Linked DNA regions of Sus scrofa: regions 1 and 2 are each linked to region 3. The links are chromatin contacts, called in public HiChIP or PLAC-seq maps. All regions are on one chromosome and are shown on one strand. The core of a region is the stretch at or near the end of the contact, and the rest is flanking DNA. Distances in the headings are between cores, read along the strand shown.

Region 1 (3,385 bases), core at 658-3,157, 270 kb before region 3:
CTTTTTAAAAGTCACCTGCTTTGTGCAATTCTTACTCGGCAATTACTCAGTTACTGAAGCCATAATTCACAGGGTTTATTAAATTATAGGATCTATATTATACATTTCTGCAGATACGACGGCATGCCACAAATCGTGCAGGCCACTAGACTTTGAAGTTTGCTGGCTTAGCACAAACACAAAGTATTTTAGAAGTAGCAGAAAATTCTTTGTGAAATATAACAGAAGGAATTAGACTGTTCAGGCCATGTCGTGTTAGCACAATGGGGGAACACTTTTAAGACTTTAAAGTCATGTAATACAATTCTAGGCTGGATTTTTCTTGTTAGAAAAAGTAGAATGGGAGTGATTGGAAGAGAAAAGGGCCAATATTTGACAACAGAAATCAGCATAACCTTTTAACTGCAGCAGCCATGGGTGACTGCCCTTTGACCTTGAAAGATTATGTGGGATTTCAATGACAACAGCTGGAAGTGAGCATGTGTGAATGGAGAACACAGATCTGAGGCCTGGTACAAAAGGCTGCACAATCTCTGCCCAGATCAGAGTGCTGATTAGAAATTGTTTCCTGGTCCTGGCTTAATAGAGTGTGATAATGAAAGGCTGGTTTTTTTTTTGTTTTGTTTTGTTTTGTTTTTTTTAATTCTTCCCGCAAAAACCATTGGTAGATTTCTTCCAAACCCGCTCTTCCCTTTCAGCCCCCAAATCTTCTGGGCTTTTATATGTAACAGGCCCATCTTTCTTAAGAATATAGTTTAAAACAAAACTTTGTTTCACAAGCTACTTTTCACAGACAAAATTTAAGTTTTTGAGTTCTCCCAAATTTTAAAAGACTCTCTACTGGGGCATGTCACACAGGGTGTCATTATTTTTTGTTTAAGGATCTGTGACACAGAGATACACACAGGAGCACGCGCACACACACACACACACACACATAACCATGAGAGTTCAATAAAAGTGGGAACTACATCTCATCTTTTTAATTCCACCATTTGTAGTGATTAGCACGCAGTGGACCCTCTAGATGTATGACAAAGGAACACAGAAGTGAACTATTTATTCTTATCCCCTTATTATATTCCTGAGACGTAAAGGTTGATTCCTACACAAACATTTAATAATATCGCCTCTTTCTTCAACCATTTTCACATATAAAGTAGCAGATTTTTTTGTTATATCTTTAGGTTTGTTTACACAACAAGAATTTCTGAAAAAAAAGAGATGAGTAATTTCTTTAAAAGATATGGTAACTTAACCTAGTAGAGAGAGAGATTTGACTGCGTGGTGAATATGGTCACTTCAATCCATAAGACCCTTTATGACTGATATTCATTGAGCTGAAATGCACATAAACAGATGCAGATACAATCTCAAATTCCTGTGTGGGATCCCCATACTTGCTGACATGGCTCTGAAACCACCAGAATGATGCCACATGATTACTGAAAGGACATGGGTTATGACTCATTTATGTTGTTTTGGTTTTACCATACACTCTATCTTCCCTTGCACTGCTCTGGATTTTGCTAACTCCTTTAGTTCTGGATTTTGCTAACTCCTCTAGTTTCTGCACCAAATGAGCATCTCTTTAGCTCAAGTAGAAGGTGGCCTTTCCTTTAGCAAATAATATCCTGAGTTGGGCAAAAACCCACCTGGCTGTGCAGTCTGAGACAAGCAGAGGCTGGTGAAATTGACTTCTAAAGCAGACATGGGTCGTCTGCCTACATCCTTCTATAGCAACTCTAGATGTTATTCCAAACAAGCCATGGGACAGATTGTTTTTCAGAACAGACCGAATCCATTTGCCGTTTCAAAATTCTATAAACAGAGTATTAAGGAATTCAATTCCCACAGCAACTACATGGGCGTTGGCTTCAGTTTTATGGGAGTTTCTGCCAAACTCACATATTTGTAGAACTATTGGTTTAGAATGTCCTTTGCAACTCAGAGCAGGAGGGATCATTGCTGTGATCTCAGTTCACTTTAAGGACTGGGGCTGACTGGTGACAGGTATACATGATAAATGTTCCAGAAGCCTGACCTAATTTCCCTTAAAGTGAGTGTTGCTAAGAACATTCCCTCCAACTGTCAGCTTGCAACCAAGGATTCAAACCTGCCAGGGTCCATTCTTCTTAGCGAGTTATTACCACTGCTTTGAAAGTCCACTCAAAAGGAGCTATTTCTGCCTCACTTATCAAGCTTCTCCAGACTTATTTGTGCATTTAAATAAGTTATATATCTAACTTAAAATAAGTAATTACAAAACATACTCAGTTTCATAGTTTTTAGCTGTTTGTGATCAGAAAAGCAAAACATTCTAGGCTGAATACCAACCAAGGTGAACCTGAAATGTATTTGTCTTTTCTTTTGTAAAGGGATCAATACAGTAACATGTTCATTCATCTTGTCCTTCAAAAATTACATTTGCAAGGTATTATTGACATATCACAAGGTAGGAGGGACAGTATTATAGAAATGAGAATCCCAAATGTCCTAAGCCCCAGTTTACTCAGCTGTGAAATGGCACTCATGGCTATACCTACCTCATAAATGTGTTGCTAAGAGTAATGAGAATGCACTTAAAATGCCTAGCCAAGAACCTAGAAAACAGAATGTGTTCAAAAGATGATAGCTATTGTCATAAATAATAAATACATTCTTTATATCTGAGATATCAAATCAGCAAAGTTTTCAAAGATAAAACAGGTAGAAATGATTGTTCTTTTCATATGGAAGAGTAAATAATGTCAGTATCCACATAAAAGTTGTATGCATAAATAAAAATGATGATGTCATTTTATTGGAATGAATTTTTGAGTGAAAATGAAATTATGTTCTAAAGCAAGTAACACAAAACTCAATAAAAGCAAATCTCTATTTCTTAGGTTTGTCCAAAGTGAGACAAAACAGTACTTAGTCTCCAAACTGTCTTTAAAAAATTGAGTGCAAATTTTAGGAATTTGATATTCATTAATATAGTTATACATAGTATTTATAAAAATACAATTATTTATAATACCTAAAATACTTTTAAATACAGATCTATTCAATAAATGCACATTTAACCATCTGTGTGTGTCAAGCATTATTCTAGATACGGGGATACACATTTTTGTTTCATATTTTTGGGGTGATACTTATAGATACTCCATCAAGAAATGGACCCTGCGTCATTTTTTTCAGCAGACCAAGTTTTATCCAATTTTTCAATAAACACTATATAGGAATATCTAGAGAAAGGGAAAATTTAAAATGGTGCACTTATTTTTTTTTAAGAATTTGGTTTGCTAAAAATTCTTATTGGTAACTTGGAGTTCTGTCGTGGCTCAGCTGTTAAGGAACCTGACTAGCATCCATGAGGACACAGGTTTGATCCCTGGCC
Region 2 (3,169 bases), core at 633-3,132, 380 kb before region 3:
CATGACATCATTCATCCAGATGCGTAGAAAATCTGGACTTTTAAGAATTGCATTTTTGTGGTCAACATCATGAAGACTCAGTTTCTGGGTTAAATAAGGCATTTGTGAAACAAAGCCATGTTGGAACAGAACACGTTCTGATTATAGAGAAACAAATTGAATGGAACGCAGGGTTCAATTTCAGAGCTGTGAATCACAACTTATAGACACAATACTATATAAAATACAAACAGGACATTTCCAAACTGCATTTGTGAGGCTCTTAATGAAGTCACCCGAGTCCACTGGGGCTCTGAGAAAAGCAATCATCCAATATAAAGCCACTGTCCCCAGCTCCCCCCTTCTCACTGAACTTGACCACGTGAGCCAAAAGTACAGCAGGAAACGTTCTTCTATTTTAAAGCATTTGAGGCAGTTATTCAAATTCATCGGTTAAGGATTTGAAGATAGAGCAAAATAAGCAATAAACTTGAACAATTTTACGGGAGGTACTGAATAGGAGATGTTCATTCCAGGTGCCCTGTACCTGCCAGTTTCAGCAGAAACAGCAGAAGCGGGAAATTCAAGAGTTAACTTTCCCCCTCCCCTCTCTGCTTCCCCTCTCCTCCCAGCTGCCTCCTCTGAGGCTGTACTTTCCGTGACCCTGCTTTGGTGTAAGGAAGGCTTTAGATGCAATGCAGTTTAACCCACGCTGTCGACACAGCAATAAACTAAAACCCTTTACGGAGAAAGCAAATGGACCCAAGGAAGCAAATCTATCTCCTTCATAAGCACCTGCTCATAGTGTTACAAACAAAGATGAATAGTTATAAATTAGGCATCTGGAGATTACACACCCAGGCACAGGCACAAAATAGCTCAGAGAATTTTTTCAAACACCGTGTTGAGAACCTCAAAGAGAAAATACTTTCTGTACTTCAATCAGGACAATACACAATCATGTTCTCACTGGGAAATCAGGGAGTCGTTTCTTCCAGAACTTCATCGAATTCTACTTCACACCTCTCTAAGTATCTCTCTGTCTACTACCTTTGCCTTCCAAGCATTTCTCCATTTCTCACTTAACAGCAGCCATTTCTAAACTTTTAAAAGAGATTGTTTTTTTCTCCTTGGCCTATACTAGCACAAAACACAACTATCCGTGGAAAAGCAAACTCGAGATGTCCCGGCATACTCCTTTCCCCGTTGCCTACCTCCAAACACGACAATCCTTTCTCAGACATCCCTTCCCATCCCTCGGGGGCCAGCTAACGAACACCTCCTTCTGCACCATCACCAGCAACTTAACAGGGCTCAGGAACCCTTTCTCTTCCTCTTAGAAAGTCGGCCAGGTTCCTGTGGCCCTATAACAAGTACAGAAGAGTGGCTGGTCCCCCCCACTCCCGGCACGCACTCTGATGTCACCCCAACCAGAGCGCACTTGCCAGATTCGCTGGGGGCCTACTTCTGTCTGCTTGCACGCAGAGAGACACGAACTTTTAAGCGGGGGAAGCACACGCTACCTAGCCCTGGGGAAGTTTTCCTCCCACAGCAAAAGGAGCTCTGGCACAGAAGCCCTCCTCTTCAATACGAGAAGCAAAAATTGCAGACACTGTTTTCCACGATTCCCGAGAGCTCTGTGGCTGAAGGGCCGGGATGGGTGAGGGTGGGGAGGAAAGGGGACCGAACAGGGACTGGGAAAAGCAGCCTGTTGTGCCCAAGACAAGTTACAATGCACCTGATGAATAAAACAAGCTGCACCACATACAGAAAAGATGAGAGCGGCCCACCTGTGTCTGTTGAGGGATATTTACAAAGCTTGGATCCCGTGGTCCAACACTGACGAATCGGTTTGCGGGGGAGGTGCTGGGTGTCGAGTAGGCTGTGAAGGGAAGGGACACATGCGTTCAGGAAGCAGCACGAGATTGCACACACAAACAACACCAAAAACACACAGTCTCCGAGCCTACGCAGCTGATTAACAAGGAAATGTGCAAACGCTGGGCTAGCAGAGGGATCTGGCTAGCAGGGGCATTTTAGACAGTCAAAAAGGGAAGGGGTGTTGGATTCCAAAGACTGTTGGAATAAAACGATGTCAAACTGGTGCTCAGAGGGGCTCTTCTCTCCTTCCCTCACACCAATGAGAACATGCAGGGTACTGCAAAGTATACTTTCTGAGTTAAACATGAGCTCGGGGGTCAGAAAGAGAAATCCTAGTCTTTAAAAGCACAGGAGAAAGAAATTAGGTAGAAAGGTAAGGAAAGCAGTTCATTTTACAACTTTGATTTCACACTATGACCCTCCTAAAGATCAGGAAACGTTCCTGTGCCTCTCTCTAAACTATGGAAAGGAGTCTTTTTTTAATTTTTAATTTTTTTTTTTTTTTTGCTTTTTTTAGGGCTGCACCCGTGGCACATGGACGTTCCCGGGCTAGGGGCCAAATTGGATCTGCAGCTGCCAGCCTACACCACAGTCAGAGCAATGCAGGATCCAAGCTGCGTCTGCCACTTACGCCGCAGCTTGTGGCAATGCCAGATCCTCAACTTACCAGGGATCGAACCCACATCCCCATGGACACTGGTCGGGCTTGTAACCTGCTGAGCCACAATGGGAACTCCCTGGAAGAGGAGTCTCTATAGAAGGAATTGGGTTCTCCAGAAAAGGGGTGGAAAACCACCTAGAGCAGCTGTTTTTACAGGCTTGGTGGAGTGTCTAGAATTTTATGATGCACAAAATGTGCTTACAGTATTAACAAGTTTTCTCACCCTAGAACCCTTCCATTCAGGCACAAACCATCAAGATCTCATGTAAACCCAGAACCTCAGGGACCACACTTCAGCCTACCATTCTTTCCACAGCACATGAATGTTTCTGTGGTTGGTTTTTATATTTAAGAGCTTCACTGTAGTTTAGTGAGAAAAAATTCTGTGGCTTTGGTGTTTCCCTGGCTCATAAATCCAAATGAGCATTTCGTTTTTGGGTGTCCTTCCATCCATGTCTTTACCACAAAGTCCTAGGATTTATCCACATTCTTTCTTTACTAGGAGTTTTAGATAGACTATTGCTTCATTTCAAATTTCTTAACAATATCTGTAAAAAGCCTACATGTTCTGCCCTAATGCACCATCTAAGAGATGAAAAGGATTTGCATTTCTTAAAAACACAGATAATTGAGAGAATAACACCAAAT
Region 3 (3,448 bases), core at 511-3,010:
AAGCAAGAGCTAGATCTTCACAAAAGGGGACACATTTTGCTTAAGCCTGTTCTTTCTTGGGAAGCATGGAGAGACCAGGCCCACCAATATCCTCGGTAAAAACTACCAGAAATGTGCAGTGCTCTAGGATGTCGGCTTGGGAGTCATTGAAGGCCAGACTGTTACAGTTAATCTCGCCTCTTTTAGTTTCCATTGCTCTCTTTCTCCTTTGGTCTCTTTCCTTCTTGGTGTTCCCTACCTCCTGTAGTTATGAGTTAATAAAAACATGTCCCTATTTTTAAAAAGATCCATAAAGTTGATGCTAAATTTGAGAGTTAATGTTGCAACTAAACTCTCCTGGAGCCACATCTTTTCTGTCTGTAATGCCAGCAACCATTTGTCCTTAAAAACTTACTATAATGATTCTTTCAAGGCCTTTGAGAAAATGTAATAAACAACTAATTGGAAAAAAAAGTAAAACCCAACTCTCACTTATTTTACTTTCTCAGATCAAGGAAACGGACTTCAAGCAAAATAATCAACTTTATGTAGTTTATTTTTAAACTCCTCTATTTTCAGTAGCTCATTTTCTTCCTTAACTAAGTCACACCGCTTTGTTCGAGTTCACATCTACCTCTCCCACGTGTCCCCACTAACCGACTCAGTGATTCGCACCCAGCGAGACCGAAGGAGTGGAAACCGTCCTGAAAGGAGCCCTGCCGGCATTTGGTCCCAGGGTAAAGCGCTCCATTTCAGAAGTTCTGAGAAAAGTGTCTTCTTCCGAAACTACCAGTGGAGCAAATCATTTACCTAATTCATTCAAGAGCCTCCATAGGAAGGACTTTGGAGCCTGATGATCCTCATAATTCGGTACTAATGAAAACCCCTTTGGCCCTTCGCTTTCGGCCCCGCGAGAGACGGCATCCGCTCCCAGGACGAGAAGAGCGGGCCTGGCTCGCGGCGGCCCCTCCCCATCTAACCCCAGATGGCACAACCCGAGAGCACAGCGACGACGGCGGCGACTCCAGACGCCGCCCGTGCCACCGTCCTATCCGCCACTGTGCCACTCTCGCCCCCTCTCCTCCAGCGCGGGCCCCTCCCGCTTTCCCTTCCTTCTCACCCTCCCCAGGGCTTTTTATGGGGGTAAGAGGTAAATTGGGAATATTTCCTCTGTCGCGAAACATTCTCCTTCCTCAGCCATCTCCCACTCGGGCGGATTGGAATTAAAATCCGGTAATTCAACTTTGCTGCGAAAACTCGGGTTCCTGGGGAGGGGCCGGAGGGAAGGAAGACCCCGCGGTGAATGCGCAGCCCTAGGAGGCTCCCATCCCGCCTCGCTGCCGCCCGGCGGGGAGGATGAAAGCCGAAGGCCGGGGAGGGGCTGCGCGCTCCCCCGAGGGGGCTAGGGTTTGGGGCGGAGGAGGCCGAGGCTAGGTGGCGAGTGCGGGGCCGGGGCTTCAGGGCTCGCGGGTACCCGGACCCTCTTCCCAGGCTGCGCGCTCCCGGCCCTGCAGGTGCACCCCCTCCGCCCCCTTGCAAGCCCCTCCAAGAAAACCGCCTTCCGGCCCAAGTTCGGTCCTTGGAGGCTTTGAACGTGGCCTTTCAGAAGTTTTTAAAGCTGCTCCGCCCCGCGCAGCATTCAAGGGTCACACTCCCCTCCATCCCTCCACCCGCGCTACAGCTGCAGCACCAGGGGGTGCAGGGAAGGAGTGGGGCGGGGTGTGGGGGGAGGCCGTCGGCAGGCCGAGGCTCAGGGGTCCAAGCACCGCCCAGAAGCGCCAAGCTCGGCCTAGAGCGCTTGGAGATCCGCTCCCGAGCCCAACCTCTGAGGAAGCACAGGCAGACAGCTCCTGCACCGCGCCAGCCACGGGGGGGTGGGGGTGGGGGTGGGGGAGAGGGGAGGGGAGGGGCAGTGGGGAGAGGAAGAGAGACCGGGCGGGGGAAGGGCACAACCACATTACCAGGGTTCCTGTGCTGAGCTGCAGCCAAGGGACTATTTAAACTGGCCTTGAGGGGAGGCAGCTGGTGACCCGCGTCCTCGCCCTCCAAGTTCCCCGCGAATCAGGGCGCCACCTACAGGCAAGTTTCGGATAGCAGGAGGGAGAAAGGGAGACAGCCCGTCAAGGAAAGCCACCCAGGGGAGCAGGACCCTGTTTTCTCCAGGGCCATCTCCCGCTCCTGAGTCTGAGTTCTGAGCTCCAGAGTTATGGATCTACTGGCAGCAGCAAGAGTTCTGAGGGCACTGAGAATGAGCTTTTAGGGAATGAGGAATTGAGGTAGTAAATACAGGAGTTGGAGGATTCATGGACCAAAGTCCCTCTTCTAGGCTGGTCTTAGAAAATGCAGCTTGTTTCGCTGAGAAGAGTGGCTGTGTGGCCGTGGACAAGTTGCTTGATCTTTCCAATCCTTGGTTTCTTCATCCCTTAAAAGAGGTATAGTGGTGCCTGCCTGACAGGGTCTTTTCTAGAATTAAACGAGATAATGTAGATGAGAAACTGCAGGTGCCTTCTAGAGGGAGATTTCATCGATTTCTAATATGGAAAAACTGTCTTTTAACCTAGGAAATCTAACTTATAAGACTTTGTCTAGCTTCTTTCTGTTTGTTGAAGATTAGGGCCTTTGAAGAGGATAGAGAGAGTCAAAGAGGTGTGAGTGTCTGATTAGGATAGAAGGACCAGTTAGTGGAAGTTTTGACAACTGCTCTCTAGCTAACCCCCTTCTTATAGACATATAATAACATATTATATTTATGCATCACTTAGTATTGCTATTTACTATTACCTCATTTAATTTTATCACTTATATGGCATATGTTTTTCCCATATTGAAGATGTGAAAACAAAGACGTGGGGATACAAGCCATAGCTGGTACCTTTTTTTTTTTTTCTTTAAAGAAAATTTCCAACTTAGCAGCTCTAGATCTGTATTTCAGAATCTACCTTTGACATCAATTTATTAAGCACCTACTATGTGCTTGGTTATATATATTAGGAATTTCACATGTGATTCTCAGGTCTCATGTGATTCTCATATCATGTCTGTGAAGCAGGACTTCAAGATCTCCCTTCACAGAAGAGGAGAGCTCGGTTCAGGGAGACCCAGGGCATCATTTAATGTCCTACAGAGAAGTGGTGGAGCCAGGTCATGAGGAGCCCTGATCTTCCGACTATACATCCACGAACCTTCTACTGCACCAAAACTGAGCATATTCCCAACTAGCTTTGGGGCACACATACAAGTTTGGGAAAGGTCACCTGGAGAAGTGGACACCTTGATGGTTTCTCCATGTTGAAGGTGTAGTAAATGACGGCGTCTAGAACCTTTAGTAATGGTAGAGTATTACAGTGTTTCCTAATGAAATATTGACCATGGGAGAAGTGGGCAGGGGTGCAATGGAGAAGCCAAGGAATGAGTTGATCTGTATACTTTTATAAATATGAATAACATTTATTTAATGATGGAACCCACC

The links. HiChIP or PLAC-seq counts read pairs in DNA pulled down with a chosen protein or histone mark.
Region 1: a contact with region 3 is called in an H3K27ac HiChIP or PLAC-seq map of skeletal muscle. The contact joins two enhancer-like sites. A contact is called at or near these places in 4 of 47 Hi-C or Micro-C datasets (embryonic fibroblasts, liver and skeletal muscle) and 2 of 2 datasets of contacts at active chromatin or transcription factors (alveolar macrophages and skeletal muscle).
Region 2: an H3K27ac HiChIP or PLAC-seq map of skeletal muscle shows a contact between it and region 3. The contact joins two enhancer-like sites. A contact is called at or near these places in 2 of 2 datasets of contacts at active chromatin or transcription factors (alveolar macrophages and skeletal muscle).

Annotation. Positions count from the first base shown.
Region 1 is chr6:150,982,979-150,986,363 of Sscrofa11.1, forward strand. All of the region lies in intron 3 of NFIA (nuclear factor 1 A-type), which reads right to left. Among named protein-coding and RNA genes, the nearest start is that of NFIA, 250 kb to the right of the region's middle. Within about 2 kb of position 1,908, at least 29 of the 83 cell types and tissues checked have an H3K27ac peak or open chromatin away from gene starts, as enhancers often do. A contact at or near this core is called in liver and skeletal muscle, where this site is marked.
Region 2 is chr6:150,866,394-150,869,562 of Sscrofa11.1, forward strand. It overlaps NFIA (nuclear factor 1 A-type), which reads right to left. Exons shown (of 11, transcript XM_021097780.1): 10 at 1,770-1,861. Among named protein-coding and RNA genes, the nearest start is that of TM2D1, 250 kb to the left of the region's middle. Within about 2 kb of position 1,883, at least 21 of the 83 cell types and tissues checked have an H3K27ac peak or open chromatin away from gene starts, as enhancers often do. A contact at or near this core is called in skeletal muscle, where this site is marked.
Region 3 is chr6:151,250,186-151,253,633 of Sscrofa11.1, forward strand. LOC106507659 (a long non-coding RNA gene) reads left to right here. Exons shown (of 2, transcript XR_002345466.1): 2 at 489-1,221. Among named protein-coding and RNA genes, the nearest start is that of NFIA, 22 kb to the left of the region's middle. Within about 2 kb of position 1,761, at least 41 of the 83 cell types and tissues checked have an H3K27ac peak or open chromatin away from gene starts, as enhancers often do. A contact at or near this core is called in liver and skeletal muscle, where this site is marked.